Regions from separate parts of the Gasterosteus aculeatus genome. Here region 2 is linked to region 1. The links are chromatin contacts, called in public Hi-C maps. All regions are on one chromosome and are shown on one strand. Each heading gives the region's core, a stretch centred on a gene start, on an enhancer-like site or on the middle of the called end of the contact. The rest is flanking DNA. Distances are from core to core; before and after follow the strand shown. Region 1 holds the start of mest (mesoderm specific transcript). Region 2 has its middle 8.9 kb from the start of LOC144406097.

The links. Hi-C and Micro-C count contacts between places; a contact is called where the count stands out from the background.
Region 2: a contact with region 1 is called in a Hi-C map of blood and trunk muscle, with 5 times the contacts expected there. The contact joins the enhancer-like site here to the promoter of mest in region 1. A contact is called at or near these places in 6 of 6 Hi-C or Micro-C datasets (blood and trunk muscle, liver, skeletal muscle and 2 more).

What each region holds. Positions count from the first base shown.
Region 1 is chr4:31,285,764-31,290,363 of fGasAcu3.hap1.1, reverse strand. mest (mesoderm specific transcript) reads left to right here and starts at 2,132. Exons shown (of 12, transcript XM_040174872.2): 1 at 2,132-2,470; 2 at 2,794-2,991; 3 at 3,197-3,276; 4 at 3,360-3,437; 5 at 3,521-3,657; 6 at 3,780-3,838; 7 at 3,915-3,955; 8 at 4,047-4,117; 9 at 4,188-4,289; 10 at 4,382-4,458. The coding sequence starts at 2,838. atp2b1a (ATPase plasma membrane Ca2+ transporting 1a) reads left to right here. Exons shown (of 21, transcript XM_040174868.2): 21 at 1-1,177.
Region 2 is chr4:31,380,244-31,384,843 of fGasAcu3.hap1.1, reverse strand. No RefSeq gene overlaps it. Among protein-coding and RNA genes, the nearest start is that of LOC144406097, 8.9 kb to the left of the region's middle. Within about 2 kb of position 2,588, at least 1 of the 9 cell types and tissues checked has open chromatin away from gene starts, as enhancers often do.

The DNA of each region.
Region 1 (4,600 bases), core at 883-3,382:
TGTTCTGGTTTCTCTCAGTAAAACGTTAGCCCCTTGCCAATGTACAATATTGACATTTGTTTACTCAGGCAGAGAAAAAGTATTTAATTTAAAAAGGAATCTAAAAAGAAAGAACCTTTTAACTTCAGACTTTGTGTATATAGATAGTCAATTATTGTCTTGGTGAAAAAAAAAAAAAAGCAATTGAATTATTTTCATATTCCATTCAATCGTTTAAGATCATGCCTTAGGGAATACTTCATTTTACTCCTAAGTTCTAGTTTGACACTTTTTAGAAATCAAAAACCTGGGGGGGAAATAGGCTTTTTTTTTCCAACCCTGTCCATAAGACTTCTTTCATCATGGATAAATGTTGCTGCATTTGATTTGTTTGTAAAATATTTTTGACACCTGATGTACTGGAAACGCTAAAGAATTGGACATTTTTCAAGAATAAAGACTAGGCATACACTGGTATCTATCTGCACAGGGTACTTTATTTCAGAGCGTTCCTTGGGAAAGAATAATTTTGATACAAATCATAAAATAAAGTGTACCTTTGTATTTTTATGACAATACTGATGATACCTTTTCATCGTACTAAACCGATTTTGGATGATTTGACACCAATTACGTTATATGGGGGGTGGGGTGGGGGGGTTGTTTGGCCACTAAAATGTGTGTTCCTGGAATATTCATCTCAGGGTGCAAATGGCGTGAAAAGCGATCAAGCCTCCCTCAGTCTGTATGTTGTCACACTTAATGAAACGCTTGGGATGGCTTGGGCAGCAGGCTGCACATTATTCCTGCAGCCTTTTGGCCGTGGACGGGGAGATGGGGGGGGGGGGGGGGGGGGGGGGGTTGGAGATGTAAAAACCAAAACGTCCTGCGAGGAAATACTTTGTTTTACAGATGACAAAACAGCAGCTACGATTTGCATACAAAGTTGAGATAATTGAAAAGACGAGCGGAATCCATATGAGGCGTTTGTTCTGTAGCTTCTTCCTGTAATGGGGATGAATGTTTTTCCATCTGTTTTATGGATTTTTTTTTTTTTATCTTTTAACATTTGGAAATAAAAAGTACTTCATGTCTGTTTATCTTGAGCATTTTAAATGGATATCGTGATTGGATTTACATTTGAAACTTGTTGAGTAATGTGTATGGTTTTTAAAAATAAAAAATGTATTTAGCCTAACTGCAGGGCTATGGTTTTCATTTACCATGCAGTACTTATTGATTTATACATTACAGGTGGGCAAAGATATTGCAAGAAATCTAAATCCTGAGTGAGGAAGATTGTCTTGCAAGAAAGCGTATTTTTACGCATAACTGCACAATTTCCAAATGTATCTTAACCATTAGCTATGTAAAACACTACTCAAATAATTGTTAATACACATTAAAAACCTGTAAATGCATGTTATAGCAGTACCAATAACGTTTGGATTCAGAGCTCGCTGGCAGTGAGTATTGCACAATGCAGCCTTTGAACGGAGTGTTTGACCCAGTTATTTTCTGTCTCTGCAGAGGTGAGTCAGGTAAAGAACTGGAAATGCACGCTTAAATATTAAACCCATCCTCAGTCGCCTCCACCGCACAAGGAACCTTATATGTGTAAGTCTCTGGAACTACGGCTATATTTTTGTGTCCAAACTTTTGACTGGCACTGTACGTGTTTTTATTCCAATTAAATTATTTAAGTTAAGCGATTGGATGAGTGCAGTACCATGACCCATCCACTAGGTGGAGGCAGAGTGTGTGACCGGCTGGTACATGCTGGAGGAAGACGCTCCATCCAATGCAAATACAAATGGCTGGAATCATCTCAAATGTTTGTGTGTAAGATCTTTTCATTTTTCTTCTTAATAGGCTGCTGGTTCTGTGAGTTTTGGTTGGGGAGTGATGTGATTTATACAGTTTGAAATGTGTAGTCTCAGCTTTTACCATGACAATAGTTTGTACAGGTTAAGTATGGCAATACAGCAGGTTGAATAAAGTATTAGTATATCATGTCAATAAGGTGAAATATATATTATAGCTTGTTGAATAAAGGTTATTTTATAACATGTTGAGAAAAGTAAAAAATTGTAATTAACTAAGATCCTCGCTTAATAATATGCCCATGTCATGTCACGACCACATCGGCAGAGGGCGCTGGTGTCCTCTTTCAGCCTCTTAACAAAGATCGTGCACTGCTGAGATGAGTCACTCCCTCTTTGCTTCTTGGCATCTGAAAAACGGCCTGCGCCAAGTACCCTGAAATGATTTCTCCGTGTGGGCAGAGATTATAACCTAATGTCTCCTTGTCCTGGCGGATAAATCTCCATAAACGCGAGTTTAGGAACCCGGAAGTGACCACAGAGTGAGGCGTCCGCGCTCTTCTCCTCCCTCCCTCGTTCCCTTTCGGCTCCGCATTGTGTTCCTCCCGCAGCAATGGACTCTAAACACTGGCCGAAGGTCCGCTGAACCACGAAGTCGCGACATTTCTGTAAGTAAGAATGATACAAAGTATATAATGAGACAAAAAAACACAACCTACAGTAGAACCGGCGTAATCGAAGGATTAAAGCTGCGTTTGCCATTCGCGAGTTGGACGGTATCGACCCTCTCCTTGAGATCGCTCGGTTTGGAGCTAATTTGAATCCTCAATTGACAGCTGAGCGCCGATGCGCATCCGATTATCATGCCGCATTGCTCTCATCTGTGCACGTTTCTTTTCTTCTTCTTTTTGCGCCTCCACGTTACGCCGCCGTGTGGCTGTTGCTGTGCTTTTATCTCTTGTCTTTGCTCGTGACCTCCGTCCTCCTCCAGAGGCAATAAGGAATGAGACCCTCCCCCCGCCGCTGAGCAACAAGATGAGAGAGTGGTGGGTTCATGTGGGTCTGATCTGCATCCCGCTGGTGGCCGTCTACCTCCACATCCCTCCCCCTCAGCTGTCCCCGTCCCTGCAGAAGTGGCACAACGCCGGGGAGGCGTTTCACTTCAGAGGCAGGGACATCTTCTACAGAGGTAGGAGGACCTCCATGGACGCTATAGGTGCTGCTGCATCACATCCCACGTCAACTGACACCAGTGCAGATTCACGGTGGATCGTTATCACTTATTCAATGACACGATGCCACCAAAGCCCTCAGTCCAGACCCCAATGGGGAAAAGAGCAACCCCACGCGTGCCCGTCACGGTTTTTGTTTTCTCTTTCCTCCTCAAAACCCAGATTCCTACGGCGCTCTGGGAAGCTCCGATGTCGTCATTCTGCTCCACGGCTTCCCCACCTCCAGCTTCGACTGGAACAAGGTGTCCACCGCACGCGCTCAGCAGCCAAGTAACAGGTCGCCCGCAAGTCTGACCGAGTGACCAAGTTTCTGTCTTCTACTCAGATCTGGGAGCCGCTCACTCAGCGCTTCCATCGGGTCGTTGCGCTGGACTTCCTGGGTTTTGGCTTCAGTGACAAGCCAGTGAGTGCATTTTTTTTGTGCGCTTCTACTTCCTGCATGGTTCCCTCTTCCTCTCGCTGCTCTTAACTCTTTTCTCATCCCAGCGACCCCACCGGTACTCCATCTTCGAGCAGGCCAGTGTGGTGGAGGCCCTGGTGGCTCACTTGGGTCTGAGCAACCAGCGAGTGAATCTGGTCTCCCATGACTACGGAGACACTGTGGCGCTGGAGTTGCTCTACAGGTATTTATATGTGTGTGTGTGTGTGTGTGTGTGACTATATTCAGGTTGACGTTATAGAAAACAGTATCCATGACACTTTCCCCTCCTCCCATCTGCTGTTTGTCTCTTTTCCTCACGAACAGAAGCGACCAGAACCGCTCCGGTCACCTGATCATCAACAGCCTGTGTCTCTCTAATGGAGGTACGGCGCCGCCCGTTGGTTTTGGGGGTCAAGTTGTAGATGGCGGGTCAGTGCTGATTCTTTTATTCCCAAACAGGATTATTCCCGGAAACGCATTACCCGCGTCTGCTGCAGACGGTGAGCGCGTGTACTGTTTATCTTATAAGAAACAAAGTTATATTGTCTGTCAAAGTTCTCATTGACACCTTTTTTGTTCTGCCGTCAAAAGCTTCTGAAGGACTCTAGTTTTCTGGCTCCAGTTCTGACGCGGCTCACCAACTATAAGATCTTCCAAAAAGGGTAAAACAAGCGCAGAACTGTTTCAAATTGTGCGACATGATCTTCATGTTGCTGATAACTGAACTCGTAGGATCGGAGACGTGTTCGGTCCGTACACGCAGCCCACTGACGCCGAGTTCTGGGACATGTGGACAGGTTTACGCTACAACGATGGAAACTTGGTGTTGGACAGGTGTGTGTGTTGTGTGTGCGTTTACTTTGCATTCAAATGGCCTCGATGATCCTTGTCACTCATTTTGTCTCCTTTTTTTCCCCCCCTCTCAGCATCCTGCAGTTCATCAACCAGAGATCAAAACACAGAGAGCGTTGGGTGGGCACCCTCACTTCCACCATCGTCCCACGTGAGTCCACAGAGTGATCACAACAAGTGTGTGTGTGGCTAAATGTCCCTTGAGGTGTGTTAGCTCAGTCGCCTCGAGCAGAGTCGCTGATTCTAAGCTGCTTAGCCTACAAGGAGAAGCCTCGTCGTCCATCTGTGATGCC
Region 2 (4,600 bases), core at 1,339-3,838, 94 kb before region 1:
AGTCTCGCTCCGTGCTTTTACGACTACATTGTACTCTGAGTGGCGGATAGTCACGTCAGGTTCTGAACAATGACTTCTTCATTCACCTCGGTCAGCACACGACGAAGCGTCACAGCCACAAAGGGAGCCGTGGAATCCGACGGGCCTCGTCCTGCGCCATGTTTCTCCGTGCTTTTGTTCACCCGGCGAGAGCGTTTCTTTGAACGGCGCGGCCGAGGAAAAGCGCAGAGGGGATGGGCGACGAGCTCCCCCCGCGAGTCCTCGGTGTCCCCGTCGCCGCGGCAGCGGGAACAACCGTGTCATTGTCAGATATTGTTGAGGGCAGCAGAGTGGACACAACAGATGGTTGAGACGTTGCCTGAACGGCATGTCAAGTCTAACCGGTGTTATGTAGATACAGTCGCTGTCTGAGAAGTAACCTCTGGGTGCACACCGTCATGGTTTTACGGGTTGGAGTTTAGTTTGTGTTTGACATGAAATATTACATACAACGAGACAGAAATGCCTTCCAACACCATTTTTGGTAAGAACTAAAAAACACCTCTCTATCTCTATGGCCCCAATATCATTCTTTGAAAGACAATACTCCCAGTGTGCCTCTAATTACACGTCTATATAGTGGTAGTTACAGACTGGTAATGATCATCAAGTTTTATTTCCCATTGGAGGGTATTTGCAATAAAATGACACGGTTGACGGCGGTATTTGGAGCTACAACCTTGAGTCTTAAAGGTCAAATAACAAGAGCGTGGGAAAGAAAAAAATCAATTTGTACAAGCTAAAAATCTATATTACTGTATTGGTTGTGAAGTTGGCCTGTATATTTTCTTTGCAGATTTAGATAAGGGTTTCAATCCTTTAATTTAAGTAAAGCCCGAATAGCCGTCACTAAGAAAAAGAACCTCAGTGAGTCACCGCGGGGGGGGCTTTGGCCTAAATGCAGCCCGGACAGCTCGTAGAAAACCCATCAGTGAGTGACTTCTGATGAAAACACTTGTTTGAGAGGCAATCAAGCCGATTGCGAATCGATGTAACGGGAGAGACGAGGACGCTGAGAGACCCTCCCCACCTTCCCCGCCGCATCGCTTGCTGCTGGACACGAGGCCTGCCAGCCATCCGTCGGCCAATGCCCGCATGCAGAGAGGTGCGATCACAGAGACACAGCGTGGGGGCGGGCCCGATGCACCTACGGCGGGTAAAATCTCACCGCAGAATCATCAAATTACGCCCCCCGTGTTAACAACTAAGGCCGCTTATGTAACCCAAACCAAGAGCGCGTACAAAGAAGATGACGACCAAAAAGCCGTGGAATCGATCACACTCACTCCAGTCTGCCAGTGCCAGAAATAAAAGAAGAACATTGATTTTTTTTTTTTTCTCCTTCTCTGCAGTGAAGGGTGACTCACGCGGTCCCGCCGCCTTAACGTGTTGATGTGTGAGGGGGAAAAAGGCGACTGAGCGGCAGAACGCACGCAAGCCTCCCGCACGCTATGGATGGAGGCAGAGTGCATCACCTACACATTTGAAGCCGTCAAATGAGAAAAGGGATCATTTATTCTTGTTGTATCTATCATTGCTGGTCAGACAGCAGCACACGTCTTACCCCCCCCCCCCCCTCCGGGTGGTACTTTCGCCCTGTCAAAAACTCTCTCAATTGGCTGGATCTAAATTGGTTTTGTTCTATCCTGAGACTTTGCAGCTTCTGTGAGTTCTCCCAGAAGAAATACGTCAAATTGTCGCTCTGGATCTGCGTCAAAGTCGAGTTACGGACGGCTCCTACTGCCCGGATAATCTATCACTACAAAAGCAATGTCATCTAAATCGTCAGTCCACTTAAGCAGTAAGACAATATTGAAGAATTGTCAACAAATGTGAGAAAGAGAGACAGCCCAGGGACAAGAGGACAAGACGTACATGACAGTCAGTAAACACATCTAACTGGATATTCTAATTTCCAAATTGGCCTTTTAACCTTTATTCAGCCAGAGGTCAATGATCTGAGTTCCTCGACTGGAGGTTGGAAGTTGTGGAGATTCAAACTTGTTTTTCCCGGAAAGATGGGTCCAAAAAAATAAATAAATGGAACACAGACATTACAAAAACAAATGGCGGAAGGTAGAGGTTGGTAAACACACTGGGTTGATGTGTGTTGTTGTGTAAGGAGACCCACATTAAACTCGCCCCCAATTACTGACACAACGTGTGGGTTTTGAAGCAACAGTCCTGGGAAGCCAGTCACGTCTCCTTGGCCGTGCTGCCCTCCCGTTCACACGTGTGATTGCTTTGATTTGGCCAGTAATTACTTTTTACAGCCATTCAGTTGTTAAAGTGGGGTCTCTAGAGGATCCCGTGGACACATTTTTAAACTCTGATTCCCTCCGTCTACCCATTAGATGGAAATAAAATAACAATTATTAACGTTTTCGGCGTGTCATGTAATTGGTGGTCCTCCAGCACTTTAGATGATAACAATTCACAGCTTGTGCAATAAAGTGGTGAAGTTTTGTGGCAGGCTTCAGCATTTACTTTCGTTCTTTATGACTTGGCGTGCCGCCCGTCGTAATCAGGAGCAGGTTTTTGGCTCGAAGGCCGGCTGAGTTATGTTGAGTGGATTTCAGCTGTTTACATTTTGTGTTTCCTCTGCCATTTTATCAGATTAGGTCCAAATAGCTAAGATTGTTTAGCCCACATGGTGAGCGCCGGAATGTTGCTCATGGGAAGGATCGCAGGTTAATTTACTCGCCTTACAACGCAAACGCCTCCCCGTTCAACACCAGCTAAGGTCAAACAACGCGGCTGACGTTCAAGTCTAAACATATTAAGAAACCTCACAACCGGACGGTTCTTTCGGACAAGAGATTTCCTCTCGACGTAGCAGAATGCTTCGCTCACATGTCCCACCAGCCCGTTTCCCTTGACAACCATATCTGCAGTTCATATTTATGCAAATGATATGGATCTCTGGGCCAAATGGGTACTCATAAACAAGCAACCCCTTCAACCCTCCCCTGTGTTTGTCTACCTAAAGTGGCTGTGATTACCGTTGCAGGTGGAGGCGTTAGTTTAAGTGAATGTCACAACTCATTTCCTTCTCCACATGCGCATAAAAGGTCCGTTTTCAAATGAACGCGACGGTGCACAAGGAGACTGGGTGCGCGAATCCTTTATTTCAAATTTGAGCCTATACTACTCGTCAAGAAATGGACAGAAGTGCAAGGAGACGGACTTTTGAGTACTTTTCCATCCCACACGTCGTGAAACTCCCATAGGGACTTTTCCTGAAGTCATTTCTGGTCTGTCAGTGCTAATTCTTTGTATCAACCAACCGCCCGAAACCGTTTCCACTGGTGGTTTTGTCTCTGGGCAGAACAAAAAGTATTTTCTTTCCTTCTATTTTTCCCTCATCCGTCCATCAGTGTAATTGCACTCTTTCCAGCAATAGAGAGGAGTTGTGTGATCTTGTTTTTAGATGTTTGGAACCAGTAACAGATGAGAGAAATAATCAATGATCTTATGGGATTCTGTGGATGACCTTGTATATGTTACAGGAGTACTTTGCTTTAAAAGCATTTTAATATAATTAATTGAACAACGTGTCCTTATTAGGTCTGTGGGACGGAATAAGGGATCCAGAAGGCTGTATGATACTTCCAAAGACCTCGGCGCTCACTGTGTGGTCCCGACCCTCCCATCTGCCACTGCAAGTACGCTGTGCAAACACAGCTCAGTCCCTGTGTGGACGCCATACAGCCCTGTTGAGGTGGAAGAACAAGTGGTTGTTTCGCCCTCTCTGCCGTGCGCAGCTGTGACTCACTCTTGTTACGTGCAGCAGTTGCTGTTTTTTTCCCCCCCCATCTCTCCCGGCTTTAGTTTTAAAAGTCAGTCGCTTCAATTTACCATCTAAAAGGATTTGTAAGCTGCAGCAAGGACACCTCACCTGCCAGTAGAAACAGCCTTGAGAGTGTTTTCAGTCTCCCGCTCGGCTCCGTTTGCTTTTTCTTCATCGCCTCTACCCTCATGTTCCTTCTGTATTTTCTTCACTAGTCTGAGATTTCTGTCACCCCTTCCTGTTTTTCAAAAGATCTCAGAGTCTTACTGGCATCAAATAGATCCGGGGAATGCGCTCGCTCTCGTTCTTGGGAGATGCACGAGAGCACTGTTGCATTTCGGTCACACGTGAATCTCCAGCCGGGTACAATTAGCTTAGCATGAAGGCTGGACGTTTATGTTGGGTGTTGTCAATAAGATACACAAGCAATATGATTTTTAACATGTGGCTCAATCTGCAGAGTAGGTCTTAAACGGTGGGTTGCTGAAGGTATATTTAAAAAACAGCTAAATATATTAAAATGTTAATCTTGCACAAATTGTGAAAAAAGGCAAACATTCAAGGGTGGTGGTCCCACAATTGCACCAATACTCTATTTGGCAGCAGCCTTGATTTCTGTTTTTCAATGTGTTTCTAATGCATTCAGTCTGTCACCAGGTTTTAATGCCAAGCCACTGAACTGGAAGCAGCACATTATCTCTCAATGCGCACAAATCTCATGTAAAAATACCGGATGGATGATACGGTCCAACGCGGCTGGAGTCATTCTGC